Regions from separate parts of the Mus musculus genome. Here region 2 is linked to region 1. Evidence: chromatin contacts called from public promoter capture Hi-C data. All regions are on one chromosome and are shown on one strand. The core of a region is the stretch at or near the end of the contact, and the rest is flanking DNA. Distances in the headings are between cores, read along the strand shown.

Region 1 (6,836 bases), core at 1,369-3,868:
TTGGCAAGTTGTTCTCTGACCTTTACAAGTGTACCATGGTCCACCCCTAGTATGTAAATAAATAAATGAATAAATAAATAAATAAATAAACAAATGTGAAAACAAACAAGCACACAAAACACCCACAGGATACTATCAGGAGCAAGCTGAACCTGAGATAGGCTGCCAGACCACTATGACCTTGGAGGGTTTAAATGTTCTACACTTATGCTTTACTGGAATTTATCCTCTTTTTCTCAAGCCTTTTGAAAGGACGGCATCTCATCCTTTCCACTCTTTCTGTTTCTAGCGCATTGAAATCCTGACCCAGTAAGACCGTTTTCTGTGAAACACCGGCTGCCGGTTCCTTGATAAACCAAAGACAGCCATCTTCATGAAGGGGACAGTTGCACTTGGCTTTGTTGCTTGTGACAGTCAACCTCTGTAGCATAAGTTAGCCTCTAGCTTTCAATCCTCTTGCCACAGTCTCTTTTAAAGTGTATATGTGTATGCGATGAGTGTATGCACAGACATGCCTCGTGTTGGCTGTGGAGACCAGGAGTACTTCCTTTCCTTGTGTATCCCAGGATGGAACTTAGGTCCTCAGGCCTTTTACCCAGAGAGCCACCACGCTGGTCCAGCCAGTGTCCCGAGTGCCAGAATTGTCTTGCTACCTGTGTACCATCACACCTGGCTAGACCAGAACATTTAAAAAAACAAACAAACAAACAAACTTTTTTTTTTTTTCCTGAGCTAGGGGACTCCTTATATAGCTCTTTTTCACCTACTCCTCTCCCAACTTCCAAAAGCAGGCGTCTTGGTGGTTGTCAGCTGGTGACGCTGCAGTACCGCGTCCTGCCACGAGAGGACAGGGAGCCGCCTCCACTCAAATCCGCAGAAGGTCAAAGGCACCTCTCCTCTAAGCTGGGTCGGCATCGGCAAGCTCAGCTTGCAGCTTCTGCGGTTCTCACCTCCAAAAGGGCTCCCTTTTTCACTCTGAAAGATGACCTGCAAGTCCCCGGAGGCATATTCCATAATGGTTACCTTAAATGATTAATGATTGCCAGCCTTAACGGGTGCACCTTTGTTGCAGGGTTTAAAGGTGGGAGAGGACTAACAGAAACGTTACCTTTCTAACCCACTCGGAAAGCACGCCAAGCCACCTAGGCGGTGCCCACATCGATTCACCTCAACATACTGCTTGAAGGCCGGAATCCTTACTTCAGTACCCTGCAGATGGCGTGTGTTGAGGGGTACAGGAATCTGGTTCTTGGGCCAGTCCACTCGAAGTGTGCTTTTCTGTCATTGATCTCATCTTTGTTATGTGATATCCACGTGAGTCCTTTTTAGTAGAAGCTTCAAGCTCAGATGCTCAAAGAACACTGGAATAAAGCTTCGATTGTCCTATTCAGTTGCTGAGAGTGGTTGTCGCCACCTCAGGTCTCTCATTTTCCTAAGTAGGTAGTGTCTCAAAACAAAGCTACTTTGAAAAGAAGGGAGAAAAAAGCAAAAGCAAAAGCAAACCAAAACAAACAAAAAACCCAAACCCATGAAAGACTTGGAGTTAAAGTAGGCTCAAGTAGGTCTTGCATCTCTTGAAAGCAAGTGAACTCTGGTTTGACTTAAAGATGATGCTGTACTACCGATGTCGAGAATACTTACTTAATGTGTAAGGGCGTTTTGATTTCATGTTTGTGTGTGCGCCCCATGTGTGCTCGGTGCCCATGGAGGTCAGCGGAGGGCATCAGATCCCCTGGAACTGGAGTTACAGATGGTTCTGGGCTGCCATGTGGGTGCTGGGAATCGAGCCGTCAGTGCTCCTAACAACCCTAAAATACCTTTAACGTCTTATTACATTTTATTTGTGTGTGTGTATTACATTTTATTTATTTATTTGTGTGTGTGTGTGTGTGTAGCGGGGTGGGGAACAGCATGTGGACTGAGGACAACTTTCAAAGGCGGTTCTCTCCACCGCATGGACCCTTTACTTGTTGAGCCATCTCGAGGGCACGCAGAAAAGATTCTTTTAGAAAAAATAATTCTTGGCTGCGTTTGCCCGCACTCGTGTAGTAGGGTCTTTCAAGGACGAAGACATAGGTGAAGATATGTTTGATATCACCGGTGCAGTTTTCCTTCAAGTACCTGTAACTTCCCTCTCAAGAGAAAAGCCCCGGATTTGGGATTCCGGGACCTTCTTACAAAATGATTGACTGCAGCACTCTCAGATCGCCTTGCTTTCCTTCCCCTAGAGTGGGGGCATTGGAGCAGCCGCCTCCGTCGGAGGAGAGACCCCAGCGCGGGCAGGAGGCGGGCGGGCCACAGACCCAGGCTCCCGGGCCGCGAACCCGGAGCGCCGAGGCGCCGCTCGGTCGGCCCGGTACGCGACCCGAGCCCGCCTCCCGGAGGCTCCGGAGGCTCCGGCTCGCGGGGACGAGCGCCGAGGGGCGGGCGATGCGCGGCCTGGGCCGGAGACCCCGCCCCCCCACCCCGCCCCCCGCCCCGCCCTCGCCCGTCTCCTCCTTTCCCCCCCGGGCTCCGCTGAGTTCATTCACTGGGATTGGTTTCAAGTGACGCCATCTCTTTATTTTTAAACCGATGACCTCATCCGCGCTTGAAGTTTCCTGACCAGCGACTCTTTCTCTCTCCCCAACCCCCACACTACCCCCCCTGGTCCCCTCCTGCGGGCATCACCGTTTGGGGGGGCTCTCATCCCGTTTCCAACCATTTACCCTCCCCCTCTCGCTTTTCCCGCGCGGACCCCCAACTTTACCTCAACTTCTTCATCCCTGTCGACATTTTTTTTTCCCTCTTTCGGGGGGCGGTGGAAGAGAAAGTGAAGAAAAGTTGCAAACGCCCGGGCTCTCGCTAAGCTCTCCGCCCACCCTTCAGAGGAGAAGCCCCGGCGGCGAGGAGGACGCGCGAGCGACGGCTGGGCGACGCGGTGACAACGCTCGCTCCCCTCCGCGAGCCTGGAGCCGGCGGCCCCTCAAGTAAGTGTTCGCGGCGGGCCGCGGGCCGGCTGGGAGGCGCGTCCGCTCCTCGTGCCGGCCGCCGCGCGCTCTCCCCGGCCGGGGGCCGGCGGGCCACGGCGGCCCGGAGCGGCGACGGCGGCGGCGGGGGGTGTGTAGGCCGCGCTGGGGGTCGGCCCGAGCCGCGGGGGCGCCCCGGCCTCGCCGCGCCGAGCGGGCGAGCGGGCGAGCGGGCGAACGAGCCCCGGGCCGCGGGTCGCCGGCACCTGGGCGGGCGAAGCTGCTCACTTCCAGACTGTTACACAACACGCCTGCCAAGTGGGGCCCTGACTGTTTCCATAATCCCAAATTCACCTTGTGTGTGTGCAGGCAGCCAGCGAGGCCACCTGGGGAGCGACCGTGTCGCTTCCTTAAACAAGGAAAAAAAAAAAAAAACCCACCCCCAAAACTCAACTTTCATTCCGGGGCTCCCGTCACGGTGTTGGAGGAAAACGGTCCGCCGGTGACTCCTTTATTTACAGTAGCTGTAAAATGTGAGACATGAAAACGGGGAAACAACGGACGGTGTGTGTGTGTGTGTGTGTGTGTGTACGGTGTAGTTTCACGTGGAAAAAAAAAAACCCTAAGGAGGACATACATGCAAACTCTTTAAGAGCGACGGGTTGTTTCCTACAGAAAGCTGATAATACACTTGGGGAAAGTACAAGGAGATCTTAAAATGAATGGCTTGTGCAAAATTGGAAAGAACTTTTCTTAAACGCCTGTTGCAAAGATCCTTGGTGTTTTGAAGTCCTGTGTGTCTCAGATTGTTTGGAGAACGCACACCTCTAATCAGCCCATGATTAGAGAGGAAAAACCTGTTGCATAATCTCATTTGCTGTGGGGTTGGCTGTGCCGTCCCCTGAACCAAGGGGAAGTGAGTTAGGATGAGGGTTTTTAAACCTCTGAGGTTTTTATTTACACAGTGCGCTGGGTGCCACTTTGCTTTTAAAGATTGTAAGTAAATACTCTGCTCTTACAAGCGAATCAAACCTATCGAACCTGCTGGGAAAATGACCAGGTATGTGTTCTCTCCTGCTCACGTTATCTCTCTCTCTCTGAAATAGATTCTCAGGGGGAATAAGCCTCTTTGGCCACTCTGTGGAGCTTGATAGTACATACAGTTAACAACTACTTCCTCAAAAAGCCTACACTTTTTCATCTCCCTTAAAGAAAAGACCTTTAAAGGTAAATTTCAGAAGAAGGGGAAAAAAGCTTAACAATTGAGACAATTCAAATATTAGCGAGCACACTGTGGGAGGCTGTAATTCAGATTTATAGAATTCTCTATTGGGTGAAGACCAGTCGCTTGGAGAAGTAAATTGAAAACTGAAGTGTCTGTGGCTTTGTGTATTCTAGTCAAAATGTGACCAGGCACTGCAAAAGGGTTTTGTCTTTATGTAAAAAATAAAACTGTGGAACTTATTGTGTTTAAAGACATTGTGGAATGTTGATATTTTCATAACATTTACCATCTTATGGACAAATTCAGAACTTCAGCTTGAATTATTAGTTTTAAGGTGTAAGATTTTGTGTTTATCAGAGTTCCAAATGGGGAGAAAATTCGAAGTAAGTTTATTTTGCATTTTAGTAAGTGGTGAATAAGCTGATGTTTAGAAAGTATAAACTGTTGATAATGATAGTTACAATTTTTTGTTTTATTTTACTCTCTGGTATCTTAGCAACTCAAGTGAAATACTTATCCTAGAATTGTGCTGATTTTCCTTCAGTGTTTCAGATGGTGAGTTTCAGTAGACAGGGCCAGGAACAGAAGTACACAGTTACCACTCCCTCCCCACCCCTCACTCTGTTCAGTTTGGAAGTTCTTGTCTCATAGTTCAGCTTGGTGAATGTAGTTGAGTACCTATAAATTTAAAATGTTAATACGAAATTGGGGGTTCCTGGTCTATTTGAACAGAGGTTTAATTATAGGAATTGAGAAAGGGGTCAAAGAGGAAGATCCTGGTAACTCAGTTCCCCTCTCTCCTGCTTTCTTACACATTGAAGATTTATTTGTAGAGTGGAAAAGAGGAGGCAGAGGTCAGCTGGTTTAAGAGTCTGGCTGGGGTTAGGTGAGGACCTAGGTGTAAACTATGTTCCCTCCCACATAGAGAAAGAGTAGGTCTGAGAAGTTTGAAGGAAGCTTGGCTCGAGTTAGAGAAGAACAGGAACAATGTTGGAGTGTTAAAATAGCTTTTTTTTTTTTCTTCTCTAACTGCCTGAATTAGGAAATTGAATTTCATAGAATTTTCATTATCTGGACTTAATATATTAAACAAACAAGTTTATATACATGTTCATTGTTAAGCCTTTTCTATTTTCACCCAACCATAAAGTCCTGTAAAATATAACTTGATATCATTTACCAGTGTAATTTATCCTAGAGTCTTATGTGTTCCTGGTATTTCTAACAAAGACATTTTTCTGTTGTATCTTATTGGACTAATAACTTCATTGGGCACTAATGTTTTTTAAGTGCATTGAGTTCTCAAACAGAAGATACAATAACTTGAAGAAGTAGATTAATATAGGGAAATCTCATGGCTTAAAACTCCCCAAGAAGATAACCAGGCATAACAGAAAACAAGTTTTTCAACATATTTCAACAGATTATACATGTTAAAAAGACTTGATAGGAAACAAAATATACTTGATGCTTGATTATCTTTAAAGTAGTAATTATCAGATTTTAAAATTGAGACTGATGTTCACCATCATAAAGAAAAAACAATCTTACTAATGTTGGTTTAAGCAAAATCATAAAATGAATCTTACCTAAAGCTACATATATTTCAAAGCCAGATGTCATTTTCCCAATTTACTTGTATTGTGGATAATCTCTCATTTTCATACACTTCTTTTATTTAGATAGATAAAGGGTTGGCTTTGTGAGGGAAGGGTCCTGAAGGCTGGCTGGAGGTAAAGAATCAGGGTTAAGCTTTAAGAAGAGGCCACTCTTTTACACTGACTAAGCTAGGAGGCGAGGAATTTAATCAGATACATGACCGGAGAAAAACAAGAGTGCTTCAAAAGAAGAATCTACGGCAAGATGACGCGCGTGTGTGTGTGTGTGTGTGTGTGTGTGTGTGTGTGTGTACACATGCCAGTATGTGTATGCCAGGGGTATGACCAGTATAGGAGGAAATAGGATACACCTTGGGATAAAAGGAAAGAGGTATAAGTGGAAAAATACCCCTTGATACTTCAACAAGAAGAGAATAATTAATTGTCATCGTCTTCCTGATTGATATTGGTTAATGATGTAGGTCTCTTGTCATCAGAAAGTCAGATCTCTGTTTTCTGTTTCTTTGTATTAAAAAACACAATCTAGCGGTGAGGAGATGGATTTTTGTGATTATATAACTATATGTAAGCATAAAACTTAATTCCCAGAGCTAAGTTTAAAGTAGAAGGACTCATGTTACAGTTTCATGGCCCATTTGATTGGGGGTGGGGGGTGGGGATAACTCATAAGATGTTCAAGTTATTAACTAAATTTCCAAATTGACTCACATGGAAATCAAGAAAAACATTAATTAAAGACACACTATTTCTTTTGTTTTATTTATTCATTTATTGTATTTTTATTTTTTTGGTTTTTCGAGACAGGGTTTTTCTGTGTAGCCCTGGCTGTCCTGGAACTCACTCTGTAGACCAGGCTGTCCTCCAACTCAGAAATCTACCTGCCTCTGCCCTCCAAGTGCTAGGATTAAAGGCGTGCGCCACCACTGCTAGTCTTATTCATTTGTTTTTGAAACAGAACCTCACTGTATCTGTGGCTAGCCTGGAACTCACTATTAGTTCTGGCTGGCGTCAGACACACAGAGATCTGTCTGCCTCTGTCTCCAG
Region 2 (6,836 bases), core at 2,723-5,222, 2.1 Mb before region 1:
CAGCTTCACTCACTTCTCTGAGGATGTTGACGGTAAATGATAACTGAGAGTTACAAAGTACAGGCAGCTTAAAAATGATTTGACTGTCGAATACGGGGCCTCTACCAAACTCCTCTCCTGGCAACAGCACGGATTTCTAGCAGTAAGATGCCTCGTCGATAAAACCGACACACGGGTGAGAGTTCAAGATCTCAACAGGAGCTGCTGAGAATCGAGTAGGGCTATACAAGCATCTCCCACCCCTAAACTCTAGGCAAGACCCTCCCAGTGACTAAACTACTTAATGTAAGGCCTGAAAAAAAATCACACTGAAAAACACTTTCCTTTTCCTCCTGCAACACACAACACAGGGAATCACATTAAATGTTATCAAAGTTCCTGCTGCCCTCTACTGGTCTAAGTCTAGAAGTGGCATTCACAGTAAGAATGTTAGCGAACGCTGCCCAAACAATAATTACAAACTGACACCACTCATTTCGAGCTTGGGGAGACAGTGGAGTATGAAGGACAGGAGAGTAAGTAACTCGTTCAATTTCCCAAAACCTCACCTCAGTAGCCACATCTAGGGAGTGAAAGTTAAGGTGACTCTTTCGGGACTGGAGAGGTGGCACAGATGTTAACAGCACTTACTGCTCTTGCAGAGAACCTGAGTTCAATTCCCACACAGAGAGGTTCACACCTACCTATCAAACCTGAGGGTGTGGGTTCACAGCCACCTATCAAACCTGAAGATGCGATGCCCTCCTCTGACCTCCACAGGCACCAGGCACACATGTGGCAAACAGATACATGAAAGCAAAACATTCATCCAATAAAAATGAAGATAAAAGGTTCTAAATGTCTCTACTCCTGACTCTCTTGCAGGCTGAGAAAACAAGCATAAAGCCAAACAGAAGAGGTGCCCAGCAGAGTCTCTCACGAAAGCAGGAGTCTGACCTCGCTAACCTTCCTGAGTCTGTGAGGCCCAGCAAGATGTCTCACCTTAAAGCTAGCTTAGCCAGTGTGTGAATGAGTGAGGAGCACGGTGGTAACGCTCAGATTCTAACTCCAGTTCTTGCCATGCCTCCAATACCCAGGAGCAGCTGGTAATGGGGAATCTAAGAATTTCAAACATCTTAAGAGGCCATTTCAAACATCGCTGGTGGCTGCCATTAAACCTAAATATACACATTCATATCTCAGCGGTCAGTTCTCTCGATTATGTCTTCAAGCATACAGAAAACACACTCAGGCTCGTGCTGCAAGCATGTCCGAGAGTTAGCAACGATAGTCCAAAACGGAACATTAAAGGGAAGGCACTCAGTGGTCCCTTAGCAGGAGCACCTAATGAAAGACTATTATACAACCGCAAAACCTAAGTCCTGCATGTCGGCCTCAAGGGCATTACGCTGAGTGGGGAAAGGTTAAAAAACATCAACACCCTGTGTGCTTTGTTTATCCAATATCCTTCAAGTGACAAATCTGCAGGGGCAATGGGAAAACAGTTATTTCTAGAGATTAGGGGTGGCAGGGAGGAGAGAGAAGCCATGACTCCTAGAGGTCACAAGGTCACGATTAGGTTTATGTAGTGATATGTAGTTTTCCATTTTTCTTATATTTTATTTATTTGTCTATTTATTTGTGTGTGAGAGAGAGGGTGTTCTGCCTGCTTGCAAGTCTACGCAGCACATGTGTACCTTTTGTCTGTGGAGACTGGATGAGGATATAAGACCCCCTGTAGCTGGAGTTACAGTTCACTGTGAGCTGCCGTGTGGGTGCTGGGAGTCAAACCCAGCTCCTCTGTGAGGGTGGCAAACCGTCTTACCCACTGAGCCATCTCTCCAGCCCCTGGATTTACATCTTTATAGTGGCCGAGTGCGTCTCCTAAAGGCTCTGCAAGTGATGAAAGGCGACAGACGTGCACACGTTCCATTCCACCAGAATCTGTCTCCTGGCTGTCATACTGTGTCATGGTTCATGAGACACAGCTACAGGAAAGAACTGTGTGTGGCAGAGCACACAGGCTTCACTGTGCCGGGTCAAATCCATGGCCAGTTCAAATTGCTGTTAGGTTAAAGGTAAGTTTAAGACTTACAGAGCCGCTGGCTGTGGCGACAAACACCTTTAATCAGAGCACTCAGGGAGCAGGGGCAGCATATCTCTGTAACACTGAGGCCAGTCTACACAAACTGTTCCAGGCTAGCCAAGGCTACAGAGTTAGACTCGGTCACAAAGAAGGGGGGAGGGAGGAAGAAGAAAAGAAGGGAAGAAAGAGAAAAATGAACCACAGAGTAAAATCTTATTTAAAAGCCATTTTTAAAGTCCATTAAGAAACTGGCTGAGTTTCACCTCCTCGCGGTACATTCTCTATGCTTGCCCTTGCCTAATCCTCGCTAGTTCCGATGTCTCCACCTATGCACCTATTCTGATCCTGAGCAGCTAGTCAATTTTGTCAAGTATTAGGTATTAGTGGGAAACAGTAAACATGGCTTTATCTTAAGTTTGGAGCTCTTGAGCACATCTGTAATCCCAGCACTCCTGAGACAGGGACAGAGAATCAAGAATTCAAGGCAAGTTCGAGCTACACACACACACACACACACACACACACACACACACACACACACACACATTAATAGTAAATGTTACAGTGCTGGCTGCTGATGCAGCTGCATTGGTCGAGTGCTTGTCTAGCATAAAGGCCTGGCAGTCTGACCCCCCAGTACCATAGAAACAGGTTATGATGGCTTACCCCTGCTATTCCAGTACCCAGGAGATAGAGACAGAGGATCAAAGATTGAGTGTCAGCCTCAGTTCCATATTGAGTTCAAAACCAGCCTCGGATATATGAGACACTATCTTGAAAAAAACCCTTGAAAAATTAATCATTAGGGCTGGAAAGACGGCTCTGCTGGGAAGGCACTGGCCATGCAGCTCACAGGAACTCATCAGGCAGAGCAACAACAGAACAAACGCAGCACGCGCCTGCAGTCCTAGTATGGGGACGCAGACACGGGGCTTCTCAATCCACTACCAAATCTGTGAGCTCCAGGTTCACTGAAAGCCCGGATCAAAAACTAAGGTGGAGAGTGAGGGGTAGGAAGACACTCAAGTTGAACACACACACAAGCACACACACACACACACACACTTGTGAGAAACAAACAAATAAATAAATAAAACATTAATGGGAAACAAACAGTATACAAAGTCTTGTGATTTCACTTCTGCTCTGTGTGTGTGTGTGTGTGTGTGTGTGTGTGTGTGTGTGTGTGTTGTGGGTATAAAGCCAAAATGTAAATCAAAATAGTGGCTTTCTCCAAGCAATCATTTTGAATAATTAGCGTTCCTTCTTTTATGCTTCTATGACTTGGGAAACTTCAGACAGACCAATATTTAACGTGGTAAAAAGAAAGCAGGACCACAATTCCCAAGAACGGAATTTGGTTCTTGTCACAGTTAGATAAGAGGCAGGGAACATAAACAACGTCTGCGAGCCAGCAGACTCTGAAAGGTCGGGAGTAGTGGAAGGACAGCCAGACTTGAGCAGGAAATGTGGTTAACAGTGGAAAGTCGGACTTAACTCCTGCCTGCGGGCCTCATTGCAGATTACAATAGATAGAAAACCTGAAGCTCTCAAAAGAAATAAACATTCAAAGCTGTGACTCCAACAGCCCCCGTCTCTGAACGGGGATGTTTCAAACACACCGTGGAGAGGCAGCAAAGAACACACAACATTAAAAGCCTGTGCTGCTGGAGGGCAATCATTCCAGGGCAGGGCTATCAGCACTGCCAGATGAGCCTGACACAGGTCCACCTTAAGATCGCATCTCCCCAGCTGCGCTTCATGTGCCACTGCAGTGGCTCACAGGGAAAGCCTGGGGCTGCAGATAATGGGACTTGGCCCGAGTACTCCTGGAGCATGCCTTTTCTTGTCGATCTGGGAAAGGCAAGGCTGAACTGCACAGCCTGACCCTGAACAGACCCTTGGCATTCCCCTGCATGCCGACTAGACAGAGAGACGGTTTTTGCCTTCTTTACACTGAAAACCATTCTGTGCCGCGCACATCTGGCCCTTTCGCGGAGACTTCAACACTGCAAAGGCGCTAGACTTCTACCTTGGAGGAAACTGTCGGTTGTTGAGGTTGTTGATATTCAACAGAAGTCACAGTTGCGGCAGGAGCAGAACCTCAGACACAGCCGGAAAAGAAAATGCCAAAGGAGGACTCTAGAGCGTATTCTGGGACGAGGCTTTCAGAATAAAGAAGTGTTGCTGACACAAACCACCAAGCTGCCCACTGACCAGTAGATCTAAGAGAACGTGTCTACCAAGTGCTACAGACAGGAGGATGGCGCTGTGGCTTCCAGGAGGGCAGCTCACCCTGCTGCTACTGCTCTGGGTCCAGCAGACACCCGCGGGGAGCACTGAGGTAGGGGCTATCGAAAAGTTGGTCTCTCATGATCAACGATGCACCAACAGGCTATTCACCTGGGGGCCACCTAATTGCTAAGAACTTAGCCACTGGCAATCTAAGAATAAACAATGTTAGTAAAGAGTGACAGGGAAAATTGCTATAAAAATTAAAAATTTTTAAGTCATAAATCTGGCATAATTGATGTGAGTGCCATTGAGTTATTTTCCCGATTCTTTTAAGTATTAAAGCAATGATTCCACCGGGGCAATAATGTAGACTAACCTGTTTAACTCAAAACCGCTTTATACAGATAGCACACATTTGGAGTATCCTAATTTTAAATATCTATAAACTAAAAATAAGCTAATGATAATGGGTGACACAGGAAACATTTGAGATCTGGAGACATGTTAAAAATGTGTCAGAGTTCATTTTGATATTTGACAGAATGTGATTCTTGGCTTGGATTAATGGAAGCTTGTTTTAAAATCTGGTGCACTGGTTCACATCATCCAATCAGTCTGTAAAATTGACTCTAGATTGTATGTAACTAGACAGCATGACATCATAAATCACACGGTTAAAATACCAAACCGTGTGTTCTCTAGCTCCGCCCCCAACAACGCTGGCCTTGGGCAGAATCTTGCCTTTTGGTGAGTGCTGCTCATGAGAAAAGCATCGTTGTTTTGCCCAGAAATGGTTGAGTGTAGGTGATGCTGATACAGTTCTCACTAACGAGCTGACCGAAGCCAGGGAGCCTCCTTTCGGCACCCTCTAGACAACATTCAACTGTTTCCCCACCTCCAAGAGGGGTGTACTTTCCAGCCCCTCGCTCACCAAGAGGAGGTGCTCCCAGGCACGGCCCCACTGCTCCCCTGAAACGCTGTTTCTCGAGCTTTGGAAGCGCAGCTGCATGCACGGGTTCTGCCCTGCTCTCCACCCTGGAGCCTGGCTAGTCTTATGTCTGTGGCATAAGTGCTTCTCCCCCAAGACAAGCTGTTACCTGAGAGGTCTCAGTCCTGCACTGCCAGTAGCTGGAGAGACAAGTCTGACAGGCTCTGGAATTTACTCTTAGTCCAACTTTCCACCAGATCCAGAGGTGTGTGTGCACCCGGGGGCTAATTGAGGAAGAAGGTGACACTTCAGCTTCCTTGTTTGCTTTAGGTTTTTTCCCCTCCTTTTTGTCCTAGAATCTAAGTCAGCAAGAAGGTTTTTATTTACAGAAGTCTCTCTTGGAAAACCTAACGCTAGATGTACGATAGGGTGGCTGGAAAGATGGCTTGGTGGTTAACGGGGCTTGATGCACAAGGGTGAGGACCTGAGTTCGGGTCCCCAGAATGCACATAAAACCCAGGAGTGGAGGAATGCACATCTGGAAGCCTAGCTTGGGCAGTGAGAAAAAGTTGCAGAGACGGGCCGATCCCTGTTGCTCCAGAGATCACTAGCCAACCACTCAGCTAAACTGCAAAGCTCTTGGCTTAGGGCATGACCTTGTCTCAAAAAATAAAGTGGAGAGTAATGGAGCAAGACCTATGTCATTGACCTCTGGCTTCTCTGTGCATGCACACACATAGCAAAATGTACAGTTAAAATTATATGTATGAATATAAGCTTGCTTTAGTTTTAGTTTGGTTAGGCTGAGACAGAGCCCCCCATTGCAATGCAGGCCAGCCTTGAACTCACAAGCCTTCTCAGACTCACAGCACCTCTTGTATTTCGGCCTTCTAAGGACGATAAGCATAAGCCACCCCCCCCCCCAGCTCTGAGCATGCTTTATGACATGCATGAGAGAATAGGAGGAGGAAGAAACTGAAGAAGTGGAAAGTAGATAAACCAGAAGGTTAGTGCTTTATTGTCAACAGACTCAAATATGGAAACACCATGAGTTCTAAGGTAAAGAACACTTCCTCCCTGGGGAGATGAGCCTTGGAGTTTTCTGTGCCATTTATGAATAATAACAACCCCAGACCAGGTAGGAATAGCATGGAGTCATTATAGTGGGCACAGCTTGAGCATTCCGTGTAAAATACTTCAGCCAGCTCTGTTGGGCACAAAAATCTGCAACCTTGTTTCCATCTGATCTGAATAATGTAAATCGAGGTTTCTTTTCCTCATAGGCTCCTCTTAAGGTCGACGTGGACTTGACACCTGATTCCTTTGATGATCAATACCAAGGCTGTAGCGAACAGATGGTGGAGGAGCTAAATCAAGGAGACTATTTCATAAAGGAAGTAGATACTCATAAGTATTACTCCAGAGCATGGCAAAAAGCCCACCTAACCTGGCTGAACCAGGCAAAGGCCCTCCCGGAGAGCATGACCCCGGTGCATGCTGTGGCCATTGTGGTTTTCACCCTGAATCTCAATGTGAGCTCTGACTTGGCCAAGGCCATGGCCAGGGCTGCGGGATCTCCTGGGCAGTACAGTCAGTCATTCCACTTCA

The links. Promoter capture Hi-C pulls out the DNA fragments that hold promoters and counts their contacts.
Region 2: a contact with region 1 is called in a promoter capture Hi-C map of neutrophils, with 3 times the contacts expected there. The contact joins the promoter of Art4 here to the promoter of Dusp16 in region 1. A contact is called at or near these places in 2 of 39 promoter capture datasets (neutrophils and pre-B cells).

The regions. Positions count from the first base shown.
Region 1 is chr6:134,788,410-134,795,245 of GRCm38.p6, reverse strand. Dusp16 (dual specificity phosphatase 16) reads left to right here and starts at 2,618. Exons shown (of 7, transcript NM_130447.3): 1 at 2,618-2,969. It overlaps 1700055D16Rik (RIKEN cDNA 1700055D16 gene), which reads right to left and starts at 2,886. Exons shown (of 2, transcript NR_151454.1): 1 at 2,750-2,886.
Region 2 is chr6:136,854,736-136,861,571 of GRCm38.p6, reverse strand. Art4 (ADP-ribosyltransferase 4) reads left to right here and starts at 3,972. Exons shown (of 3, transcript NM_026639.2): 1 at 3,972-4,409; 2 at 6,512-6,836. The coding sequence starts at 4,329.